Linked DNA regions of Gossypium hirsutum: all the other regions are linked to region 3. The links are chromatin contacts, called in public Hi-C maps. All regions are on one chromosome and are shown on one strand. Each heading gives the region's core, a stretch centred on a gene start, on an enhancer-like site or on the middle of the called end of the contact. The rest is flanking DNA. Distances are from core to core; before and after follow the strand shown.

Region 1 (4,537 bases), core at 688-3,187, 190 kb after region 3:
AATCCAGGCCATACAAAACGAGTAGTTCTTGCCTCTGATCCTGCTTGATCATTCTCTTTCCAAGGCCACGATATCCCCTTTTTACCCACTAAGGTCATAATCTTTTGGATTGCAGGTTTTCCTTCACTCTCATCACCAGAATTGTGAGAGGTGTTCATGGGGGACTTTTCATCCAACGGATAAAATACACTAAAGGCAGATGGGTAAATACTTCCCCTAGGTGTACAAGCTCCACTGGAAACTGCATCTTCTTTAAGATCAGAATGAGCTGCAATGGAGCAACCATGCTCCAAATAATGACCATCTCCACTTTCTCCTTCACGATCGACACAATACTCTCCCATCTTAAATTTGGACTTCATTTTGTTGCTCACCTTAAGCGCCTGCATAACTCTTAACAATCAATCCAAGCCAAACTACAAATATATATAGTAACACTAAAATCCAACTTCCAACACATTAAAATTAAGGAACTAATACCAAATTTGTTAGTTCTGATGCAATTGCTGTTTGCATAGGTTGTTGAGGATCCAGACCAAGTTTAGCTGAGACAGCATTTTTAGACCGGCTAAAGGTTGAATCTCCTTCAGGTTGCTTTCCAGCCAACACTGCAGCTCTCCTTTCTTGCAAAGGCTGAGTATCACTGGATACACAAATGATTCCAACTAATGAACTATCATCGTCATCATCCTCATCATAAAAAAGAGTATACGTTGCAACAGCCAAAAACCTCTCCCCCATTTTATTCTTGAAAGGAAATTGTCCAGTCCAGCTATCCCCCGTCATAACACAATGAACAATATTAAGTGCAACAGCGAAATCCCTATGATCAACAAGAAGTTGAATGGCATCTTGCTCTAAAGCCTCTGCTGCTGAATAACCATAAAGTTTTTCGGCAGCTTTATTCCTGCAAAAAAGAAAAGCATAATTTTTTTTTTTAAATGAAAAACTATGCTCAAATGATAACGCTTACTTAATACTTTTTTTCTATTTAAGTTACAATTTACTTCAAATTACAACCATAATTAATAGTTAAAAGCAAAAAGTAACTAAATCAACTCAAACTAACTCATCAGAATAAATATAAGATCAAACCCAGTGAAATTTGAACTTTGGAGCTCAAAGTTCCCTAACCTCCTTGCCATTAAGCCAAAGGCCCCATTCTCTATAATGCTACTAAGTAGTTAATAAACAATGTTAAACCACATCACTAATTACTAATTTAGAACATAAAAACTTGGTGTTTGCAACTGAATGATCTTAAAAGCGAAACCCTTTTCGCTTACCAATAAATTATACGGCCACTAAGATCAAATATATGAACAGATTGCCCCATAGACTGAAATATATTCAAATACTGGCTGTTAGTGAAATTGACGGCTGCTGGCCCGACGTTCCCGGTTCTTTCGATAGCTCCTCCTCTTCCTCCTACTCCTAAATCTCCTCCGGTGCCGCTGTCGCCATTGACAGTGTCATTGTTTCTGCTCTCTCTTCGCAACGGCGAGGAGTGCCGAAACGAAGCTGAATCTTTCTTCCAAGCAGCAAGCTTCGCCGCGTTCCCCGGGAAGCGCGGACGTCGAGGGGAAGTAGAGTGAGATCTTTGATGAGTTGAATTGGCCTTGGAATCGCCACCGGATTGTTTTAAAATAGAAATTTCTTGCTCGAGATCGGCATGTCCCGCTTCAAGTATTTGGATCTTCTTCAAAAGCTCCTCTGCTGAAGGGGTTTCCATATTCCCTTCAAATAATCGAATTCAAAGCATGGATCTTCGAATCTTTCATAACATATAAAGATTTCTCAACCTCTCTCTGTGCGTGTTACAAACTTTCCTCTTCAACAGGTCAAACTCTAAGACTTAAAAGACCGAATATTTTCTTTCCGGGCGGTTTCTCTGTTTCGGTTGGTTAGCGGCTAACTTTTTTATGTTAGATATTTTCATTATTCAGAAGATATTTTTAATGCTATAGTTTTCTTTAATAAAAAGGGGTTAATTCACGTGACCATCCTTAAACTATGATCTAATTTTAAATTGGTCTCCAACTTTAAAACATCCTCACAATATCAATATCAACATCAATATCAATATCAACTAGATCGTTCTTCAAGCCTAGTATTAACTTTGATGTTAACGCTCATGAAACATTTAACATGTAGATTAAATTGAGAACATGTACACAATTACTGTATGTATAGTTTGAATTTGATATTTTAAAAAACTTGCTCTCTTAAATTTTATTTTATCAACACATTAAATCCAAACCGTTTATTTGATAGTTGCAGACAAGTTTATAATTTGATCCCCATAAGTTAAATATGTTCCACGTCAAGTCTAAACTACCATTTAATGCCTAAATAGAGGATTAAGTTGTTGGAAGGCTTTGATAGATATGATACTACTATCTAAAACCCAAATAAATGATTAAGTTGGTAGAAGGATATGATTGATATAATATTAATAGTTTAAATATTTAATCAAACTATTTTGAACTTGAAGGATGAATTTATAATTTTGAGGATAATATATGGATGTTTGTGGAATTAATCTAAAAAGGATGGGAATGGGTTATTCCATGAATGTCAAAAAGGGTAAAGTCCAAAGCTTTGGGAAACCATTGTCATTGTCGTCATCTAATAAATGAAAAACCCGCATGATTTTGACAAAAATATAATGAGAGATTGACATGGAATACGGAATACCTAACCTAACCTAACCTCATCTCATCCCCACACCCATCCATTCAGCCACGGTTTGTTCACATTAAAATATTTTAAAGTTAAAATAATAAAGAGTATTTATGTCATTCATTAATTTTATAATTTTTTTGCACTAAATAATTTAAATTACAATTTTTTAAAAAAATTTAAAATGGATTAATGATAAATTTGAAAATTTAAGATTTGTTTACCACTTTAATCTTTTGTGTTGTTATAAGTGTCACATAATTTATTATCTAGGGTAAACTATATAATTAAACATCTAAGTATTAAAAATTTACATTTTTAACATTTAAAATAAAAAATTTACATTTTAAACACTCATGTTACATAGTTTACTCTCGTCAAAACCACAAATAGTAAATTAATGTGACAATTTAAAAAGTCACTATAATAATGAATTTAACCCTCAAGATATTAAATCAATTTAGTCATAATTTTTAAAATTAATCCTTAAAATTTATAAATGATTTTAATTTGATCCTAATTCTAAAAAAATTAAAGAAATATATAAATACATAAATTAAAAAATATAATAATAAATTTGAATTTTATATTAATATTAAATAAAATAAAATAACCTCCCTCACCGGGTCCCTCCCCCTCTTCCCCCACCGGACCTCCCCCACTACCATCCCCCTCTCTCACGTTGTGTGCTACTGCAAATTAAGGAATTGTGTCTACATTATGTTTATCCTTGGTTTACCCGCCCTGTCATGGAAAATTTTTTCTTCCTATATCTCTTTGCCTCAAATTCCCTAACATACCCAATTTAAATATGGGCATTTCCATATAAGATGAAGATTATGTTATCCAATGGCACATGTGGTCCCAAAGCTTTCTCACTAGATTTTCTCTATATTTGTTCTGAAAAAACAAAGTGAGACCCAATTGGTTGTAACTATGGTTATTTTACTTTATTTGATTTTTGGGCATTCAAACATTTGACAATTTAAAAATAGTTATCCTTTCATGAAAAATCAACCAACATTCGTCTTTGTGCGTCCTCATTCTCCTATATAAACATTCGACTATGTTTCATGACTTGTATTGCCTTTCCTACTTATGTTTTTTCTTTTCTTTTCTTTTCTTTTTCAGACTAAAGATTGATATTATTTTGTTCACTGTTTCCTACAATTTCCAACTAATAGCTTTGAGTAAATTGCAGCAACAGCAAAGAGGGAGAGGGATGGTGTTGAGCGAGGGGGAGTGGGAGTGGGAGTGGGAAAGGGACAGGGTGGGGAGGGGAGGGGAGGGGAGGGGAGGGGTTTTTTTTTTCTTTCTATTTAATGTTAATATAACTGTTTTTATTTCATATTAATATAAACATTAATATAAAATTTAAAAAAAAATTGAAAATATTTATGTATATTTATATTTTTTTGAATTTTTTAAAATTAGGATCAAATTGAAAATATTTGTAAACTTTGAGAGTTAATTTATTAAAATTATGACTAAATCAATATAATATGTAAAAGTTGAGAGCTAAATTTTTTATTATATCGATTTTTTAACTGTCATATCAGCTTACCGTTTCTTATTTTAATAAGAGTGACCAAAATGATCGAACTATATAATATGGGTGCTTAAATTAAAATTTTTTAAATTAAATGTAGTTAAAACTAATATTTATTAACTGTGTTAAAGACTGAAAAACCAAATCAATGGATATTATATTTCCAATTCAACCAAATGGGTCAAATGATTAAAATATATTGAAAAATTAAAGTATAAAATAATAAAAGGTGAAAACTCAATAAAAAGAAGAAACACAATGAAGAAAAAGAAATTTGTTTTTAAACAATCGGTTTTGCGGATTTTT
Region 2 (4,688 bases), core at 703-3,202, 200 kb before region 3:
ATTACTGATTTATGCAAAATTTCTAAAAGAATTGAAGGTTTCTCCATCTTATTAATGCATAATTAAGGTGTTTTTGCTACCACACTCTTTTTAATAAAAAAAAATTAGTTTGTTGGTGTTTGATTCAGTAAAAATATATTAGATCAATATAAAATAATAATCGAAAAAAATTAAGGCTTCATTTGATTTCAAACAATAAAGATCATTTTAATTTTCTTGGAAAATAAAAAAATATTGAAAGAAATGAGTTTAGTTGAAAATTTTTAAAAATAAAAACATGTGAAAATGAAAAAATACTAAAAAAATGTTTTCATTGTTTCTTACTAAAAATGCTTTGCAAAACTGAAAAAATTTGACAACACCAGTTTTCATTTATAAATAGAAAAATATTCTTTTTTCAACAATTTTTAAATATCAATAATTTTAATAATTTATTTTATTTTATTTTATTTATAGAAAACAGATACTAACTTTCATATTATGTTTTCATTTTTTTAAAACAATTTTTTTCTTTTATTTAATTTAAAAGGAAAAAAAAGGTTTTAGAAGCTTTTTTCAGTAAAATGAATTTCACTATTGTGTAAATGATAATAATAAAATGTATATATTATAAATAAATTAATTAGAATAAAATATAGTTTAAAAATTTCAAATTTATTACTAAATAAACATCTAAAATCCATATATTAAAAAAATTATCATTAATGCTATATTTCCAAATAGTTTACACTATTTTCTAAATCCAAATTCTAAAATACAATTTCCCAAATCACATTTTACATATTTTGTCACCTTTCTCACCTCCTCTAGAGTATTTGGCTTCCTTCAAGACTCGTTGTTACAATCTTTTCCATTTCCCTTTTCTTTTCTCTTCTTCAAAGTATGGTTTCAGTCCTCATTGTCTTCAATTTGCTGCTACTACTAACTTACATAAACGAAAACACAAATTGAGTTTTGATTGTTTTGTAGTTTGGATATTTTTCTTGGAATTCCAATGATTTTTGTTTCTCCTTCTTTGGGTGGGAATTGGTATTCTTTGAGTTCAAGTTTTGATGTTGATGGCCCAATGTGCATATTGCCCAATATTATAAAGATATTGGCAGCTCACCTTATCCCCCCATCTATTACATCATTATTCACCAAGGAGCCCCTCAAGTGGTGAGTTTGTTTTTATTTTACCAATGTACAAACCAGATCCAAACTTGTTGCTTGAAAATGAATATCAAGGTGAAACTCAAGATCTGATCCATCATCCATAATCACACAACTCACCTCTTTACCCCTATGCAACGCATGATTGTATACATTTTTACTTTTTTTTATTTGTTTAGTTAGATCAAGTTTATGTAATTCATTTGTTTAGTTAAAATAACTTTTTATTTTTGTTTAATTTGTTACATAAAGCATTTGAAGCAATTACTAATAAATTCAAACAAGTTTATTAACATCACATTTTAAATCAAATAGCATTTATGATTGCTTTACGGCCTTTTTGATTAATTTTATTTATTTATTTTGATTCAGTAAAACTTATAAAATTTTAAATTAGTAATGATAAAATCGTTCTTTGACTCCCTAAAAATAATAAAAATTTGATTTAATCTTTTAAAAATTATAAAAATACTATTAAAATGATAAATTTACATTTTTACTATCGTAAAAATATATTTTAAACTAACCCTAAGTAGGGTTTATTGGATTTCCACAAACCATATTTACAGTTAGTTTAGAATATATTTCCTTATTAGAAAAATGCGTATACACTAGCAGAAGATCATGCTCACAGAAAAACATCTAAACAAGGTTGGGTTGACATCCTTGATAAAGGATTGTGTTTGAATATGTTAGAGAAAAATAATTTGGTAAGTAGGGTTTAAGTTAGTAGGGTTTAGGGAAAGGGTTAAGGTTTTGGGTATATTTCTAAAGAACCTGGATTTAGATACCCATAAATGTCAAAGTAGAGACTATTTTGTATGAGTTTTCATCACTATGAATCCAAACCCAACCCAACCCATTACCTAAACCCAAACCCATCATAATTTATACATGATATCCAAAAATTAATCCCTACCCATAAATTAAACCCTAAGCATATTATCTTCAAATCTTAAATTTATACCTTTTTGTTTTCATTTTATGAAATAGGCAATCTTATGTTAATTATTTAGTATGGGTTTAGAAGAGTGATGCGGTGCGTTTAGCTTACTTTTTGTCTTACGTTATCGTTGCAATATCTAATTTCACCGTCACCATTATTTTTATATTAATCACAGATAAATCTATCCAAACCCACCCTTGATCTCCTTACCTTAAAAGCAAAAAAACATCCTATCCATTTTACTATATATAAAATATTAAAATATTCTTATTTTAAAAGATAATTAAATATTGTTATAACGCTATTTTTATATTTTCATACATTTATATAATCTTTAAATAAAATATTTAAAAATATATTTAAAAATCGAAAACAAGACCAATAAATTTATATAAAAATGTCTTACTATTCTATCAATAATAATTTATTAAAATATTTTTATAAATATTTTTTTAATATAAATCTATTTTTACTTATCTACCTCGTGAGTGTGATGATATCTAATTATTATTGTAAGCTTTGAAAGAATCTTTTAATAACCTTTTGGAGGGTGGGCCAATTGGGTCGTCGAAAAGGTTTACCTTATCTGTTATTTGTCTAGGGACCCTTCCCACAATACAATTAAACGTTGTCTTCTTAATTTTAATTAATTTAAAATGCTATAACTTTTCCATTCCAATCTATTCCCCACTTGGAACTAGAGTTGTTCATGGATTGAGCTAGTCGGTCTGACTCAAAGGTCTGTCTAAAAAATAGGTTTGGGTAAAAAATAAGACCCGTTTAGAAAATGAGCCAATCCTTAGGTAATGTTTTTTTGGCTTAGGCTTGGCCTAAATTTGTAAAAAGAATTTGTTGTTTTGTTGTTGTTTTCCCGCTCTTTTGTTACCATTTTATTATTATGTTGCTACTATTTTGTTGTTATTATTTGGATATTGTATAACTCTTGTTTTATTGTTAATTTTGCTACCATTTTAGAGTCATTTACTTGTTAAGTTGTACTTATCTTACTATTCTTTAAAAATAAATACTTTTTAAATTTATTTTTAATTTGTTGGGAAACATTTATTTTAATATTTTTAATGTATTTGATGTATTATATTTTTTAAAAATTTTATATAAAAAATAAAATAAAATAAAATAAATTTAATACGGCAGGGTCGAACCTGGGTTTTAGCATTTTTTATCTAGACTTAACTTGAACAAAAATTTAAACTCATTTTTCGGATCGAGTCGGACCCGAACCTATCAATCGAGCCTACAATTTTATTAGGGCTTGACCTGAACCCGAAACGACTGTGAACAAGTCTACCCGAAACCATTCAATTCAAACTTAACAAAGAAACTCATTTTTCACTCTATATATTATGGCGAATTCAATATTTTACCTAAAAAAACAAAAAAAAATATATAAAAAAGTTAAAAAAAAAAGAAGTAACAGGATTATTAAGAATTTTTAAAAAATATATATTTGCCTATCAACTTTCATGTAAGTTCTTTTATAATAATAATAATTTTTATTTTTACTTGAGTGAGTCATGAAATTTTTTCTTAATGCATATATATATATTTTTCTTTTCCTTTTAATCGATTTGAACTCACATGGTGGAAGCCATGCCCATGTATAAAAGGCAAGAAAAGAAAGGTAGATGGGGGGCATGGCCACGAGGGAGGGTTAATTAGTTTGCTTTTACATGGCAAATAAAGGTGTACTGCAATTTTTAAGCTGTTGGCCTAAACCTTGACATGTCACATGTGACTAATGATTTTTTCACATGCCTTCTTTGAATCTTTATTACCACTTTTTCAACAATCTTTCATCTACCTTTTTTTAAAAAAAATAAATAAATAGATATAAAATAAAATAAAATAAAGGGTATTCATAGGTTGATTTAATTAATTAAATATCGATTAACATCTTAATAAGTATTGATGTTTAAGTCTCATTCATAAATCCATTTAAGAAGTAAACTTTATTGACCAAATAATTATAAAGGACAAATGCTTATATTATAAGTTGTAGAGTAAATTAGTGTTTTCATAGGAAATAATTCAGTGATTGTGCATTTAATTTTGAAGTAAAAAGAACAAATTTAAACTATCATGACCTTGAATGTTAAAAAATCTCATTTACAGTTAAACTTAAAAGTAAATGCACAATAATTAAATTGCCCACTAGAGTTATAAATTTGTTCCAAAGCCTATAATATAAAAACCCATAAGTTTAACCCATAATAAAAAATAACTAAACAAACAAGCAAAATAAAGAATTTTTGCAATAAAATTATATATATATGCATATATTTGGGTTACACCCTCATCAAATTCCTTGCCAAAGCACTTGACTTCTATGCTTGAAAATAAAATTCGGCGAAGCTCGGCCTCACCTAATTCCACATTACATAAGATAGGTCTAGGAAATCCCTAAAAGATATACAGGGAAGAGCTCATGCTAGTGTCACGGACTTAAGATTCTTGCCTCAGAATCCGTGCGGCCTTAGGCAGTTTCTTACTCCAAAAACGCCTAAGTCAGCCTAACTTCCACAAAAGAAGGATTCAACAGAATTCCTCCCAAAACCACAACTCAAGCGAA
Region 3 (4,964 bases), core at 1,967-4,466:
GGAAGCGCCCATCCCTCTTTGTTTCTTGCAAGGAATGGCCACGCATAGCTTTTGACACAGCAATAGCCAACTTCTCATGATGGTGCAGTGCATGTGACCCCCCTATAATCACTACTTCTTGGTCATCATGAACCAACTTCTTCACCTGAAGAAAACAAAATATCCACATATGAAACGTATTAATTTTGCTTCTTGAGCATCACGCAAAAATAAATATAGTGCCTTCAGCAGAGCCAGAAAAATAACCCAAGCAATTTCATTTGCAGCCAATGCAAATAAAAGGAGTTCGATCCAACTAACAAATGACACAGTTATATTTAGGATATATGTTCTTTGCTTTTAATCAGAAGGTTTTAAAAGTAGTTTTCGAGAACTAAAGTATGATGGTATACAGTAGTTTTCAGAGTATCAGTTATCACCACAGTATAATCTGAAAAAAATTATTTACATGTTGTTCCAGATAATGAGTCAAGGAAAAAAGGGCTAAACCCAAGCTTTACAAGCATAAGCAGATCTGAAGATGCCATTCAAGATTAGTTTCTTACCTCTGCTTCAATTGCTTCAATATCTATGCTGTAATTATGACCTTTTACCATAATATTATACCGGTTATGGTTTTGGAGGATAATAATAGGTATAAGCAGCCTTGTCGTCAGATCAACAGTTTCAAACCTGAGTTCACCAAGGACAAACAAATAAGAAGGCAACTGAAAAGGCCCTAAACCAAAGTAAATAATAATGCTAGAAAGGTATAGAGCTGAGCATGATTCATAAATCATAATCAACTATGTTTCCAATTATAATAATTTAAGAAACATAAAATGCAAGTATTATCAATGAATAAAGATGGTGTAAAATTACCGAACATCTGGAGCTATAACATGCTCAACTGTGGTTGCTACCAAGGCAGCAAGATGTCCCATGAAATTATCATGAGTAGCACGATTACTGACAGAAGCCAAACCCCCTGGAAATAAGATACTCCGTATTCGTGGCAATGTTCTAGGACTGACACTTCCTTCTTCAGTTTCAATCTTCCCGTAAGTACAAGGGCCAGCCGATAGGTCGATCACAACAAACCTGAACAGTAGAGGCAGAAATGAGCCCCAGAGAAAGATATTAAAAAAAAAAGTGAGGTTATAGAGCAGCTAATTGAGAAGTGGAATTTTATATTATCAAATATCTTGTTAATATTTCTAATCTAGCAGTTCTTTCCCATAAGTCCATAAATCAGGGACCCAAAAGTTAAACTTTCGACAAAGTAATGCAACTCAAAACAGACCTTCCAGAGCTAAGCCAAACTTGAGACGCTCCTCCTCCATTGTATCGATATCGATATATGTAGTCTCCCTCTTGTTGTTTCATTTCTTCATTAGTCAGTGGGGTAAGTTTGCTATACATCAAACTATCAAGATCAACCTCTTTATTCCTAGGATCCATTCTGACCTAAAAAGAGGCCGAATCATTCACCAGTGTATCAAGAAGGAAAATTTCAAATCAATGCAGCCATGTAAGGGGAAAGGAAAAACTAAAACACTAGGAATGGTCAAAGTTTCATACAGACAAAGCACAGAACTAATGTTTGAAATTATACTTAGCTTATACCTTGTCGAAGTTAACAATAAATATAGCAGTTGGCACAGGTCTATCCATCTCTTTAGCAGAATATCCCCCACTTTTGATGTCAAATATATATGAATATAGCTTTTGGAATACTGGCTCCACAGCTGTTGCTTCCACCTCAAATAGGGGCACCTCTCTCCCAAAATCAGGCTAATATGTAAAATGAAAAAAGAAAAAAGAAAAAAGAAATTGATATACAAAAGAATTCATATAGTTAATATTCTTTCCACTATCAAGAGTAATAGTAAATATGAAGCAATATAGTAGACCTCTCTTGCAGAACCAGCAGGAACCATGGCCCCCTTCAGTGCCTTCTCAAGCGCAATCAATTCTGGCTGTCCTGCCTATAGTAGAACAAATAAGTGAAGAACAACACTAACAACTCAGTTTAGATATCTAGCTGAAGCTTAAACCAGTAGTAATTATTAAGATGCAATAAGGAATGAAAAAACTTACAGGAAATGTGTTATAAACAACATGATGTTCGATATCAAGGGGCTCCTCGGTCTCGAGACAGGAAGGCCTATGAGAGGGAAAGCTAACTCTCAGAAACTCCTCCAATTTCTGTGAATCGACATTGTACCGATAGCCACCATCTCCATTGAGACCAATTAGCACCACATTCACCTCGAGCGGAACCTGAAATGGAACCTGCACAACAGAACCTGTTCTAATCATAACCATAGATGAGTAAAACTAAGCTAACAGCCACAACCTCTTCATGTTTCTAGGGATTTCAGGAACGCAATTTAAATTTTGAATCACATTTTGGGAGAGATCAACTGCGTAGCTCATTCACTCAAGTCGAAACCTATAATATTGGTAAGTTCCTTTAAAGTAATCATTAAAACAACAAAAAGTCAATGAAAATTGGCGAGAAAAATGTCCATATAAGTTTCTTTAGAGATTTAACAAGATTTTTAGAAAGGGAACCTTTTCCAATCATAACCAGAGATGAGAAGAACTAAGCTAGCAGCCACTAACTCTTCAAGGTTCTAGAGATTTTCAGAACGCAATTCGAATTTTGAATTACATTTTAGGAGAGATCAACTGTGTAGCTCAAATTCAGTCAATTCGAGTCCTATAATTTTCGTAAATTCGACGCTCTAAAGTAATAATTAAAATGAAAAAACCTCGATGAAAACCCGACATTATTAATAATATGAATTTCTTTCAAAAAAGAAAACTCGATGAAAATTGGCGAGGAAAAAGTCGTCATTAATTTCTTCACAGATTTAACAAGATTTTCAGAGCGAGAATCGATTACCTCAGCACGCGTGTGGAGCGTGCGGCGAACATCGGATCGGACGCTGTCGCGAACTTCGAGGAATGCGCTATGGTGCCAGTGAGGGAGGCCGGGGTCTCTTTTGAACGCTTGTTGAGTAGAATCGGAGAGAGTTGCGAGTCCACTGAGTGTAACGAGAAATATCGCATATGATAACATAGACGATAACCTCGATCTCGATTCCATTTCAGTGATAAAAACAGAGGAGAAATGCGTGAAAATGCTACTCAATTAATTTTGTATGAGCTTTTTAGCCATTACCGGCGATGACTTGCGCCTAGACTGAACTGTGAAATAATAATTTACAAAGTTTCCAAAATGATCCCTGCTTTTGTGGTTAAATTACGAGATGTAGAATGAAAACATTTTATAATGGGCCTTTTGATTTTGGGCAATCAATTTTCAACTTGAAGCAGCCCACCCCATCTTCTCCTTTCATCAAATTACGAAGGGTTAGACTTGGTGTGTTTTTCCGTTATTTTGAAAAATAAATAGAGTGAAAAGAAAATTAAAATGATGAAAAATTGAAGGATGGAAAAATAAAAAGATAAAAAAATATATGTAATTTTTCTTTTTATATATGCGCCGGGTAGAAAAGATGGAAAAGATTTTTTTTCTTTCATTACCGAGTAAAATTGAAAGATTAAATTAAATAAAATAAAACATTTGAAAAATACACAATTTAAATTAAGAGACACTTCTCTCTCACTTTCTCTCTAATCGTCATTTCAATTTGGAAGATTTTTTTTTATGCATTAGAATAAAAAATTATTATTTCTCCTATTTTCTTTCCCACCCAGTATACTTAAAATTTATTTTCTTTCCACTTTTCCACTCCCTCTCGACATCACTCCACTTTTTCACCTAACCAAGCACACCCTTAAGATTTGCTTGGTACAAATGAAAGAAATTTAGAAAAATGGAGAGGAAAACTAGAATGATGGAAAATATAAATTTTCTTTCCATAGATGTACTTGGTAGAAAAGATGAAAAAAAAGTAATTTTCTTTCTCTCAATTGCTTGGTAGAGTTGAAAAGTGAAAGCAAAGCAAATAAAACAACCGAAAAATGTAAAATTTGAACAAACATATACTTTTCTCCCATTTTCTTTTCTCTGATCATTCCAATTTAGAAAGATTAATTTTTTATGCATTAGAATAGAAAATGATCATCCCTTCTATTTTATTTTCTCACTTTTCTTTCCAACTAAATACACTTCAAATTTATTTTCTTTCCATTTTTTCATTCTCTTTTTCCATCCCTTTATTTTTTTCATCCAACCAAATACACCTTAAAGTCATATGCAATGGTACAACCTTAAAAGACATAGGTACTTTTTTGTTTGAAGAAGCACTTTTAGAATCAAAATAATATTCTTAACCCTCATTTATTATTAAATTTATTTTTTTGCGATATTTATATTAGGTATACAATTATTTCACTTCTTGAAATTTATTTCAACATTATATATTTGAACTAATTTGTATTCTTATGTGATGCACAATTATATATATTAACTTTTTAATTCTTTTATAACATAGTTTATGTTAATTTCTTCAAAAAAGTCATTATTAAATTAAAAATTAATGTAATTAAAAATATTTAACTAATTTAGAATCAGTTATATTAGTGTTATTTAATCTTAAAGGTATTTACTATTAAAACAATACAAAAATTCATCATGGTATAAATATTAATATTAATACATTATAGTTTAAAACTATTATTAATAATATTAATATATTATAATTTAAAAATATTATTAATAATTTCTTACAGATTCTTTATTTTATATATATTGTTAAATTAATTTGTTTTAATCTTAAAATTGTTAATATTCAATTTTTGTAATTTTATGTTTATTTTTGTTCTACTTTAATCAATGAATATAATTAATTCTTATTATATTTGAAAAATATAAATTTAATTTGATAAATGTTATTAATAAGTGTCTGTCTTTAAAAATATATTTTAAACTTAACAATTTAATATCCATTAATTTAATATTATAACATTAAAATTTAATTTAAGTAAAATCTTCTACTTTGATAAATGTT

The links. Hi-C and Micro-C count contacts between places; a contact is called where the count stands out from the background.
Region 1: a contact with region 3 is called in a Hi-C map of leaf, with 3 times the contacts expected there. The contact joins the promoter of LOC107916211 here to the promoter of LOC107915086 in region 3. A contact is called at or near these places in 7 of 34 Hi-C or Micro-C datasets (hypocotyl, leaf and petal).
Region 2: a Hi-C map of leaf shows a contact between it and region 3, with 4 times the contacts expected there. The contact joins the enhancer-like site here to the promoter of LOC107915086 in region 3. A contact is called at or near these places in 18 of 34 Hi-C or Micro-C datasets (anther, callus, fibers and 4 more).

The regions. Positions count from the first base shown.
Region 1 is chrD10:52,857,474-52,862,010 of Gossypium_hirsutum_v2.1, reverse strand. LOC107916211 (probable serine/threonine-protein kinase DDB_G0282963) reads right to left here and starts at 1,937. Exons shown (of 13, transcript XM_016845364.2): 1 at 1,287-1,937; 2 at 481-907; 3 at 1-383. The coding sequence starts at 1,732.
Region 2 is chrD10:53,250,900-53,255,587 of Gossypium_hirsutum_v2.1, reverse strand. No RefSeq gene overlaps it. Among protein-coding and RNA genes, the nearest start is that of LOC107916227, 5.8 kb to the left of the region's middle. Within about 2 kb of position 1,952, at least 2 of the 9 cell types and tissues checked have an H3K27ac peak or open chromatin away from gene starts, as enhancers often do. A contact at or near this core is called in fibers and leaf, where this site is marked.
Region 3 is chrD10:53,049,904-53,054,867 of Gossypium_hirsutum_v2.1, reverse strand. It overlaps LOC107915086, which reads right to left and starts at 3,216. Exons shown (of 16, transcript XM_016844203.2): 1 at 2,891-3,216; 2 at 2,080-2,274; 3 at 1,893-1,967; 4 at 1,606-1,773; 5 at 1,283-1,446; 6 at 862-1,080; 7 at 546-672; 8 at 1-145. The coding sequence starts at 3,094.